2 separate regions of the Zea mays genome follow, and region 2 is linked to region 1. A link is a contact called in public Hi-C data. All regions are on one chromosome and are shown on one strand. Each heading gives the region's core, a stretch centred on a gene start, on an enhancer-like site or on the middle of the called end of the contact. The rest is flanking DNA. Distances are from core to core; before and after follow the strand shown. Region 1 holds the start of LOC100278003. Region 2 overlaps LOC103629212 (E3 UFM1-protein ligase 1 homolog).

Region 1 (6,012 bases), core at 1,778-4,277:
CGGGGGGTACCCCTGCCTTCAGGAGGCAGAGCTTTCGGCCCGTCGGACCGCAGCATCTTCCAGGAGATTCTTGAGCTCTCCCTGGATACGCTGCCCCTCGGTGGTGAATGGTTCCGGCATCGCTCGGAGTAGTATCGCTGCTGCAGCCAGGTTCTGGCCGACCCCACTAGAAGCTGGGGGCAGCCTTGCCCTGGCATCGTCGGCAATGCGGTGCTGGACGTCCTGGGCCAGATGACGCGCTTCTCCGGCCAGTGCTCGGCCTGCCCACTCCTGCCCGATATTTTGCCGAAGCTGCACAAGTTGTCCTGCTTCCTTGTCGAGCCTGGCCTGCATCTCGTGGATTTGCTCGAGCTGTGCGTCCTGACCCCCGCAGGGACTAGGACCACAGCTAGCTCCCGGAGGATGTCAAGGCGAGGCGCAGGCCTAGGGGGATCACCGTCCTCCGGCATACCAAGATGGTTGCCTTCGTCGAGACCCCCTAGATCGACGTGGAAGCATTCGCGACTTGGGCCACAGTCCTCGTCGCCGAGGCTGTGGCTACTATCGGAGCAATCGGAGAGGCAGTAGTCACATGCGGTCATGAAGTCCCGCATGGCACTGGGGTTATCGAGCCCGGAGAAATCCCAACCAGAGTCGGGCTCGTCATCTTCCTCGGAACCCAGGGGCCCGTAGGTCGAGACGGTCGTCAGTCGGTCCCAGGTTGACCGCATATGATACCCCGGAGGGTTTGGACATGCCTTTATGAAAGCGTCCACCGAAGCGGGGTCGCTTGGCGGGTCGCAGCTGAATCTAAAAGGCATGGGATGGGAAACGGACGGTACCTCTTGATCGACGGATGGTGACGAAGTTGCGTCAGGGACAGACTGCACCGTTATCTCAGGTACGAGGCTAACGCCCAGCAAGTCCTTCGCGAGCGTGCTGGCGTCGTCCGTCTGCTTGGGGTTGGCGTGTCGCGAGGAAACGACGCTCGTCTTCGTCTCAGACGCGAGGTCGACGCCCGACGTGTCCCCTGCTGGGGCGCCGTCGACTCGCTCGACAGCCGACGAGGTGCCGCCTCCTGCTTGGCCATGCCTGCCCCGCCTCCTCCTCCGTCGGCGGGGAAGGCGACGGGACAGACCCGGATGTTGCTCTTCCGCACGTGAGGAAGACGTCGTCGATTCCGCCGCCGGCGGGTGGGCTGACGGCCGCCATTGTCGTTGTCGCGCGGCGGAGGAAGGAGTATCATGTCGTAGCTGCCGTCGAGGGACATGAACTCAAGACTCCCGAAACGGAGCACCGTCCCGGGTTGGAGTGGTTGCTGGAGACTACCCATCTGGTGCTTGACGGGAAGCTGTTCGTCAACACGCAGCAGGCCCCTACCTGGCGCGCCAACTGTCGGCGTTTCGACCCCGGGGGGTCCCTGCATCGACGAGTAAATTGTCGCTGCGTGTCCCAGCCCAGATGGGTCGGCGTGAGACGAGACACAAAGAGGAGAAAACAGTAAGGGGAAACTGCGGCCTTCGTGTTGTCCTGCACCTAGGGCGGATGCGCTTGCAGTAGGGGGTTACAAGCGTTCGCGAGGGAGATAGAGAGAGAGACCGTCCGCCAGCCCGTTCTCCCGCGCGACCAACCTTCTTGTACGAGAGCCCTGTGCCTTCCTTTTATAGACGTAAGGAGAGGGCCCAGGTGTACAATGGAGGGTGTAGCAATGTGCTAACGTGTCTAGCAGAGAGGAGCCAGAGCCCTATGTACATGCCGTCGTGGCTGTCGGAGAGGTTTTGGCGCCGTGTTCATGTGATGTCGTGGCCGTCGGAGGAGCGCTTGAGCCCTGTGGAAGTACAGCTGTCGGGGCTGTCGGATCCTTGCTGACGTCTCCTTGCTTCCGTAAGGGGCTGAGAGCCGCCGTCGTCATGGAGCACGCGGGGTGCCATCATTACTTGTTTACCGGGGCGAGCCAGATGGGACGCCGACCTTGTTCCTCGTAGCCTGAGCTAGCTAGGGGTAGGGTAATGATGCCCCCACTGTGACGTGGTCGGTCCGAGCCCGAGGTCGGGCGAGGCGGTGACTCCTCCGAGGTCGAGGTTGAGCCCAAGCCCTGGGGTCGGGCGAGGCGGAGTCCGTCGTCCGAGGTCGAGGTTGAGTCCGAGCCCTGGGGTCGGGCGAGGCGGAGTCCGTCGTCCGAGGTCGAGGTTGAGTCCGAGCCCTGGGGTCGGGCGAGGCGGAGCTTCCTATGGCGCCTGAGGCCGGTCTTGGCGGCTGTTAGCCTCACCCTGTCGGGTGGCACAGCAGTCGGAGCAGCACAGGCGACACTGTTTTTCTATCAGGTCGGTCAGTGGAGCGACGAAGTGACTGCGGTCACTTCGGCTCTATCGACTGAGGAGCGCGCGTCAGGATAAGGTGTCAGTCGATCGTTGCATTAAATGCTCCTGCGATACGGTCGGTTGACGTGGCGATCCGGCCAAGGTTGCTTCTCCGTGAAGCCTATCCGAGCTGGGCCTCGGGCGAGTCGAAGGTGCGTCCGTTGCTTGAGGGGACCCTCGGGCGAGACGTGAATTCTCCTGGGTCGGCTGCCTTTGCCCGAGGCTGGGCTCGGGCGAGGCGAGATCGTGTCCCTTGAGCGGACGGAGCCTTGACCTGAATCGCGCCCATCAGGCCTTTGCAGCTTTGTGCTGATGGGGGTTACCTAGCTGAGATTAGGAGTCTTGGGGGTACCCCTAATTGTGGTCCCCGACAAAGACATGTTGGATGGAGTAAACAATAACATCAGTTAGCCAAATCAAAAAAAATTATACGGAGAGCGGAGACAATGGATAAAAAATCTTGAATTTTTTTGATGGATAGTTTACGTAGGTATTGTTGTAAGCCATCGCAACGCACGGGCAGCCGACTAGTTCTTAATAACATTATCAACAATTAGATTTAAATTTTATGTATATCTATGTTAAAATATATATTTATGATGTTTTAGGAACATTCCTATCCATGGCGCCCTGCGGTCGTTGGATCGGCCCTGTGCGGACAAGATCACCGTGGACGACCTGTTACAAAATGAACCCCTGTCCGCCGCCGCCTCGTGTGGCCGTTCCCGTTCCGTCTCCCAGGAGCGAGACCCGAAGTTTCTAGAGCCTTCGGGCCGAGATGGTCGTGTTGCACGTGAAGTTGGCGCCACCCGCTGCCGCCGCCGCCACCGCCGCCGCCTCCTCTCCCATGCAGGACGTGGACGAGGAGACGGAGTTCCTGTACGAGTGCGCCGCCTCTGCGGTCGTCGCGGACGTCGCGGCCGCCCTCGGCGCGCTAGCGGGCCTCCAGGCCGCCATCCTCTCCCTCTGCCGCCGCCTTCGAGGTGAGAGACCTCGTCCGTCGTCTTAGTCTTAAGATCCCGCTGCGGAGGACGCCGGTCAAGTCGTATTGACGCGGCGTGTCCGGTTCTGCGATCTGCAGCGAGGTGTGCTGGTGCGATGGGCGAGCTCGAGAGGGCGCTGGACGAGGCCGAGGCCTACGCTTCTAAGGTCAGCATTGTTATCCCCGCTCCCTCACTGTTTTCTCGCACGCTTCTGCTGCGCGGCAACCTAATAATGAGTTTGAGTTAGATACGAATCGCGCTTGGTTTTATCATTAGTCCATTACCGACCACTTGTTGATTTGGGAGTTCATCAAGTACGTAGTAGGTTCTTCACCAGTGTCATTACAATGTATGATTGAGCACACTGGCCCTGAGAGTCATTCTCGATCGATCTGGTTTACTACTCAGTCACTCGAATCACATTGTATCTTGTATGATTCGGTAGAGAGCATGCGTGCTACTTGTAGTATATGACAAGACTGCTCTACTCTGTCATTCAAAGCAGGGAGCAGGCACTTATATTTCTATAATAGGTCTCGACAATAAAAGGTCTTCTAATTTTACAGATTGGAGTACCGTGCACATGTTCTAGAGCATCCCCAACAGTAAACTCTAAAATAAAGTCCTAAAATTTGAAATAGGACCGTATTGAGTGTTTAGGGCCCCAAAAGATTTTTTTTACTCTAACAATTAGGCCTTAAATAATGCTATTTAGGAAATAAATCATGCTATTAGGAAATAAATGGTTGGAGATTAATATGAAACGAGGATAGGGTTCCAATATATGGAGTACTATCTTTCGGATCCGAGAGACCGATCTCTAATCGTTTGATGAAATTTTATAAAATAGGGCCGTTGTAGGAAGTGTGTTTTATGGTTATGAGCTCTATATTTAAAATATGGCCGCGTTTATAGTCTCTCTTGGAGATGCTCTAAGGCTTATTAGTTGGGTTGCACTGCTGCTCCTCCTTTGCTCTTTTGGTCTCGCAGGCTTCCTGTTAGGTTGGTAGAAAGGCGTGGCTTGGTCAAGTCAAGTGGAGGTTTGTTCGTCTGTAATGGATAGCAAACCCGGGTCTTCTCAGTAGCATTACTTTGTTTTCAATATAAATTAGGGTCAAGGCCTTTGGTCTGAAAAAAGTACCATGCACATACATTCACCGGTTGAGTGCTACCATGCTTGAGACCGATTCCATTTTACTGTGCTTGCAAACATTGAAATTGAATGACACGATCTCTATTTTAGATTGTGATAAGAAGTAACACCTTGTTCTGTTCATCATTGATTAAGCAGTAAACACTACTCTGTATGACTAGTTGGAATCTAATTTAGCACATGTAATGAAGTTTCAGGGCCTATCCACTGAAGGACATTTTCACAGGACTCTGAATTTTCTTACAGGAGCAGGTGCAGCGCAACAGATTCCTGTCTCCTCGTGCTCTAAGGGAACATATCAAGAACATCGAGAAGAAATGCGCTAATACTCTACAAGAACCTCTGGAGGCATTGTCTCTGCAAGAGTCATCATCAGGTATAGATGCAATTTCAGAAGACAAACAAAATGAGCATGCAACCATGCATATGCAATAGTCCATGAGAGAAGTTCAGTTTATCACTACATAGGTTGCACTTTTCTCTTTCTACTAGTTTTGTTGTACCTGTATTTCAACCTTTCATGAAGTACATAAACCTTGATATCGACTGTTTCGAGCTTCCATGTTGAAAAACAAAAAGATTGTTTGACATGGAATGACCTCTGCTTACAATCTCTACTTTCTTCTATGCGAATCCCAGACAACAAGCATGAGAGAATACAGATTTGGTGGGCTGGGAAAGAGCTAGCCATGGACCAGAAGCTATCCGACTATATCGGTGTTAATGATAAAACCAAGGTAACAACATTGCATCCACAGTGCAAAACGATTGCTTCAGTTAATTACTGTCTTCTTATAATTTTTTTTTGTAATCCATGCAGATTGTCGTCAGGCTAATTGAAGCTCGTGATGAGTGTTGATTGTGCTCCTACCTCTTCATTGATATCGCAGAGTTGGTTTCCTCTTCGATAATATTAGTATATGGATACTGGTCCTCAGTCCCTGTAAGATAGTTTTAATTCCCTTGAACAACATTCTTGTCAACTGTATTATCTGACAATAGGTATAAGTGGTTTGACTTCTTGTACCAGTTGCTTGTACAATATATCCTCAGTCATCACAGAGGCTTACTTTTGGGGTGTTATGTGCCAGTTATCCCCTTTCAATAAGGTGGTATAAATTTTAAGCTATCATCCTGTTTATCTGTAACACTGCCAAGTTTACAGGCTGACAACCTGTATAAAAACCAGAATACTTATATAGGTCCTTATCATCACTCCAGTTCAGTGTTCCACAACTTTAAAATGCCACCTAATAGAAATATATAGGATTCGGCAATTAATAAAATGATGCATGTGTTGCCCTTTAAATTGTTGCCTTTTGATAGTATGCACCTCTTGTCCTCTATGATTTTTATAATTTTTCACGAGGCAGCATCCTCTTCGTCTGTTTGTATCTCTGCTTAGTACAAACTGACAGTCTGAAAAAATACCTTAACACTTAAGGAGTTCTTTATGATAACTATAGTTGTTTGACATATAGATGCTTTCTAATGCAATATGATATTTAATGAACAAAAATTGGTGTATATGTTTATT
Region 2 (6,012 bases), core at 1,572-4,071, 430 kb before region 1:
GTCATATGGTGGTATTTGTTACATTTAAAAAAAACTTGGCCGGGGAGGGAAAGCCTCCCCCCCCCCCCCCCCCCCCCCCCGATTATATTAAGAAGAGACCGAAACATGGTCCCGGTCGAGAAAATACCCGAACCCTGGCCCCCCATCACTAGCGGGTCGTCACCGCCCGCTCTGCAACGACCCAGTCGGAGGGTGGCGCACATGACTGTTAGAATATAATATAAGTGAATTGACCACCTTCTCCTATCAGTTTAAGCTTTTGGGTTGAATTGGTTGATGCATGCAACTTAATATGGTATCAGATCCAGAGGTCACGAGTTCGAATCCTGGTTAGCGCAATTAAAATAAAATAATTGTTACTCGCTCATATTCCACGTCTGAGACCCAAGAGAGGCTCGAGGTGATGAGGAGTGTTAGAATATAATATAAGCGAATTGACCACTTCCTCCTATCAGCTTAAGTTTTTAGGTTGGATTGACTGGTACATGCAACTTAATAAGGACGTAACCCGGGAGCGGGCGGGGCACAACAAGTGGATTTTTTTTAACAAAGCCCGAAATTCGCCCCCGAGGGGATCGAACCTAGGACCTGGAGGCGGTACTCGAAAATCTTAACTATTACGCTAGAGACCCTTTCACGATATTTGTTACATATCAGTATATCAGTGATATTTTTGTATCTCCGTCACTCCGTGTGCTACAATGCTGCTTATGTATTTAGCTTGGAAATGGTGCAGTGCAAACACAAGTACCAGAACACATGTCAAAATTTTTATGATCATATTACATAAGTTATTAGATTGATACGATGATGTTTAGAGTTTAGACTGCTCAAGGTATTGTGTGTGGGAAAAAGTTGATTTCAATTTCCAATATAGTATACAGTGTACTGAACAATGAATTTGTTATTTGCCTGGCGCCCTGGCATGCTAATTGCTTTTATGCCTAAACCGTCTATTGCTAATTATTTGACACTTCAATATATGTGAATGAAGGATTTGACAGCACAAGTTTCATCAGAGAATGATCCTGTTGCCTTTCTTCCAAAAGTCGTTGCTTTACTTTTCCTGCAGGTTTGTTTGAATTATGTATTTTATCCTTTTTGGTTCTCGAATTGTCATTCTATATTATTTTATTGATCTCATTTGCATTCTTTTTTAATAATTTGTAGGCATATAATAAGGCTATTCAGGCACCAGGAAGAGCTGTTGGTGCTGTTATCACACTGCTGAAGGTAACTACAAGTACTCTTCCATTTCTTGTTAGATATTCTGTAGTTCTGGCAGAACATCTTCTAAAATAATAGTAATTAATTAAAGTTGGTAGGTTCATGATCCATTTGCTTGACAAATTGACCTTCATATTCGTCATTTGGCTTCCAGAAGAATTTTTTCCCACACATCATGATGACAAACTTCTTTCTTATTTTTTATTCCGCCTATGTTGTCTCAACATAGCAGGTGCCTATAACATGAAGGGCAGGTTTGGTGCAGTTATGTGTCATTGAACATGCATGCCCTTTTGCTAGAAACTGCCTGGTTTTAGGAAGTGCTCTAGCTTATCTTATCAAGTTTTATTTATAATTTTAATGGGTGGAATCATCACCAGTGCGCATAATCTATTGAAATAGGTTCGAAACCCCCATGCTCGGTACATCTTTGCAGTGATCGGCTGGTTAAGCTTTTTAATAGATTCTGGATGTCTGAACTTATGTGATGTTGTATTTCTCATACTAGTAAATTTTGACGAAAGAAAATTTCTGTGTGATTGTACCACTCTTTGCCATTTCGTAGGATAAGCTGCCAGCTGCAACCTACAAGGTATTGACTGATTATCACAGCACTACTGTGAAACTTTTAGCACTACAAGCTGCTGCTACTGACGATGTAAGTCCACTTACACAACTATAAAACTTGTATCTACTTGCATTGGAGGAAAAATATTGTTTTTTTTTGCAATAGGTAATTGATTCTGGCTTAAAACTTGTAGTGCATAATGTTGAAAACTTTATAGATCGCCAGTTCGAATCTATTTGGAAAGCCATTCTGTAGCTGGTATATATTCATTAGCTTAACTTTTACTATTATGAGGACACATACGCCTAAGCATCATAACTTGCGCATACAGAAGTGATCCTCTAGCAATTTAGCACAACTATATATTTTAACTGACTGCCAACGTACGTTACTCTGCACTTTTATTCAATATTCATGCATGAACATGATGTTGGAACAATGTACAATCTTCTAGATGGGAACACAGTGAAACCATGAACATGTACCGTGTATTTGTCCTGTAGGAAGAAGATTGCACATCAGACCGAATGCGAGAAAGGAAGGAGGATCTGGAAGAAAGGCTGATGCCAGAACTGAAATCCCTGGTCCTCGGCACAAACAAAGAGTGATCAACAACATTCTTGTGCATACCGGACCATTTCGGCGTACATATACAAAGCAACACTCAGCTTAAAAGTTTTTTTTTGCTCTGTTTTTGCAATTTGCACCGTTTGAAAGCAAAAGATAGCAGGAAACAGGTTTACTGATTGTAAGAATCTGACTAGTTTATACTCCCGTTTACATTCCTGCACTAGGTTTCTACTGATAACAACAAAATTATACTATGGTGTAATGAAGAGCATAGTGGATGTTAACAGGGAATCAGGGATGAAAGTAGATATCTGAATTGTTAGGATAATATATATATATATACTCTATTCATTACCTAGGGTGATGATCCAACGCGTGCCCGCCTGTCTGACCGCACGCCCCCTCCCGTGCGGCTCGCGCCCTTGTGCGGCTTCGGCCTCGAGCGCTTTTGCCCTGCATGGCTCGCGCCGTGCCATGATTCACGCCCGCCACGGCTTCGCCCTGCGTGGCTCACACCTATGCACAGCTCTGCCCTCCCCCCACGACTCATTTTCTAGTTATATTAAGTCATTCCAATCAACATTAAGTTATTTTTAGAAAACATTAAATTATTTATTGTTTTTAGCTATTTTCTGTGGGTCTCAGACATTTTTTATGTTATTGGTTCAGTCATTCCAGAAAATATTTAGTCATTCTAGTTTTTTCTGGGCTTTCTCATACAATTTTTATGTTATTGGTTTAGTCGTTCCAGAAAATATTAAGCCATTTCAAGAAATATTAAGTAATTCTTGTTTTCCGGTCGTTTTTCATATTTTTCTAGATATTTTCTGTTTTGGTTTAGTCATTATAGGCAACATTATGTCATTCTAGCATTTCATATTTTTTTAGATATTCCTTATTTTTAGTTTAATCATTCTAGACAAAATGAAGTCATTTCAAGTATTTAGATACCATTAAGTCATCCATCGTATAGAAAACATTAAGTCATTTGAGCGCGTTAAGTCATTCATACTCAATAAGTTATTATATCTCGGCTTGGCTCGTGGGGGGGGGGGGGGGGGGGCACACGCAGGTACAACGACTTGGTTTTGTGAGCGGGTATGTGCTGGGTGAGGTGGCTCGGCTCGTGGGCGGGCGCGTGGTGGAATGTGGGCAGGGGCGCGCGGTATATGTGTTGCTGCCATGGCATGGCAACCACTGATCCATCACCTTAAGTGATGAATAGATCTGCCCTATATGTGTGTGTGAAATTTAATGTTGATATTTTCTTATGTTACCAAATGTATTATTACAAATAAGAATAAAATTTTACATAAATTGTTTTATGCATTATTTGCTCCCTTAACAAAAAGTGAAAAACTTCTGAATTTTATATCTATCATTAAAAATATATTATAAAAAATATATTATAAATTTAAGGTTTACCAATGCTGAATATAAATTTACATATATCCTATTTATTTGCGATCATAGAAAAATAGTCCAAATAAGTATATGTTTTCATCCTTTCTAAAAGTCGCTTAGAGGAGGGGTGAATAGGCGAAACTTGTAAATTATAAACTTTGAACACGAACTTCACCCGGGGTTAGGATTAGAAATAAGTAATAACGAAATCGGAGTGCGAAAGAGAGTTTTTCTTGCTATGAGTTGCTCAATCAATGCGGATGACCTTGGGAGCTAACTTAAGAGATTATGAGCAAGAGAACATTAGAGAGAGGGGAAAGGAAGATTACACTCTCTCAAGTCACTAAACACTAATGATCACTAGTCACAATTGTGGGACTTGGAGATGTTTGGAAGCTTTGAATGTGTCTTGAGATGGAGTATTTGCTCTTATATTGAATGTGAGTGAATGAAATGCTTGAGTATAATGAATGTAGGTGGTTGTGGTTGTATTTATAGCCACCAATCACTTCCTAGCCATTGCTCCTTTTATGCCGACCGCGGACGGTCCACGCCCCTGGTCCAGACGGTCCGCCCCTGCACATCAACGATTGAAATTACAACGGTCAGCAGTAACGGCTATATCAACGACTACAAGTGCATTTAATGCGTCGTCAGATTGTCAGACAGAGTAGTCGCGGACGGTCCGGCCGTGCACCCCGGATGGTCCGCGAGGACGCTAAAAAAGCATTTTAGCGAACCCGTCACCTTCGGGTTTTTCTAGTTTTTCAACGGTCGGATGGTCCGCGCCTGTCGGAGAGGAAATTCTCCGGCCGGGTGGCGGAACGCACCCGTCCTAAATCCTAAGATGAGGAGGGGCCTAAGCGTTTCGCCTGTCTATTGGGAGATCGATGAACACGAGTGAACACGAGGATTTAGAGTGGTTCAGGCCGCTGTGTTGTATTGAGTCTGTGAGCCTAAGAGCTTGTATGAACTTGTGAGTCTGAGAGTCTGAGTGAACCTGCCTTGTAACGTTGTGTGCCTTCCCTTTTATAGCTCAAGGGAGGCACATACAAGGATGCTGAGCCCCGACATGTGGGCCCAGGAACATAACAGAAGGAATATATTATAGGAGTAACTAACGCCTATGCAATCTCCTGGTGCCCTGATGTCCGCAGTCCACGCAGTATTGATATGCGGTGGCTGCTTCCTTGGTAACGCACGAGTAATGATGAGCATAGTGCGTGCAGTAGTATGGATGTGCTGTCTGCCAATGGAATGGACAGGCATGCCTCCTGCGGAATGGACTGCTCGCCGCCTGCCAGCGGAATGGACAGGGCTCATTAAATGCCGAGGTGGCACCTCACCTGACAGTGGAATGGACATGGCTCAATAAATGTGGAGGCGGCACATCGCCTGCCAGCGGAATGGACAGGGCTCATTAAATGCGGAGGCAGCACATCGCCTGCCAGTGGAATGGACAGGCGACACGCCTTATCCGCAATAAATGCAGAGGCCGCGCAGTCCCGAGGCCTTACGTTAGGCTCCGCCCGTTGGCTTACGTCACGTGCAGTAGGCCACGCGACAGCATCGGGTCTCCACCTGGGCGGGGAGCAGAAGCGTAAACGATAAGGTCCGGACACGTGTCGGCTCCGGACCCCCGTCTGGCCTCGATTAAGGCCTGGGTATTCTCTGTCCCAGAATCTCGGGACCCTGCTGTGAGCGGCCCGGATCCCACATAGAGGGGTCCGGACCCCATCCTAGGGGTCCAGTTTGCGCCCGTGGGGGTCCTAGACCTTACCCGGAGGCCCGGTCTGTCTATACAGGGGTCCGACACTTTCCCATGGGGGTCCAGACTCAGTGTTGATACCTTGGAGTATATCATCTTCTCTAGCCACGTGGCGGCCCCGGAACCGTCCACGTGGAGGGGTCGGGTGCTGTCGCTGGCCCAGAGTAGTCGCCCGAGGCTGGGACGAGCCATGGTCTGGTCCCACGCACAACTCCTTTACCACGCGACTAAAGATAACCGCCTGGGTACTGCGCCTTCATACGGTAGTAAGAGGTACCCCTGTTTTAGGGTACTGACAGTGGCCCCCGGGCCCACCTCAGGGGAGGATGCGAGCCTGCAGGTGGGGCCAATAGCCTGATTGGTGATTGGCGCGCCGCTTCCGTGCGTCTGCTGACGTACTACTCGTCAATCCGCCTTCGGTCACGCCAACTGCCATATTTGTCTCCGCGGCTGACTGACCCGCGGTCCCCACGCC

The links. A called contact is a pair of places that touch in the nucleus more often than the background predicts.
Region 2: a Hi-C map of ear shows a contact between it and region 1, with 2.5 times the contacts expected there. The contact joins the enhancer-like site here to the promoter of LOC100278003 in region 1. A contact is called at or near these places in 2 of 25 Hi-C or Micro-C datasets (ear and tassel).

Annotation. Positions count from the first base shown.
Region 1 is chr6:40,327,522-40,333,533 of Zm-B73-REFERENCE-NAM-5.0, reverse strand. It overlaps LOC100278003, which reads left to right and starts at 3,027. Exons shown (of 5, transcript NM_001165579.2): 1 at 3,027-3,322; 2 at 3,421-3,488; 3 at 4,722-4,851; 4 at 5,115-5,212; 5 at 5,296-5,544. The coding sequence starts at 3,118. The coding sequence ends at 5,334.
Region 2 is chr6:40,757,105-40,763,116 of Zm-B73-REFERENCE-NAM-5.0, reverse strand. LOC103629212 (E3 UFM1-protein ligase 1 homolog) reads left to right here. Exons shown (of 20, transcript XM_008650387.4): 17 at 995-1,072; 18 at 1,171-1,233; 19 at 1,793-1,885; 20 at 2,299-2,721. The coding sequence ends at 2,403. Among protein-coding and RNA genes, the nearest start is that of LOC103629212, 10 kb to the left of the region's middle. Within about 2 kb of position 2,821, at least 9 of the 20 cell types and tissues checked have an H3K27ac peak or open chromatin away from gene starts, as enhancers often do. A contact at or near this core is called in ear and tassel, where this site is marked.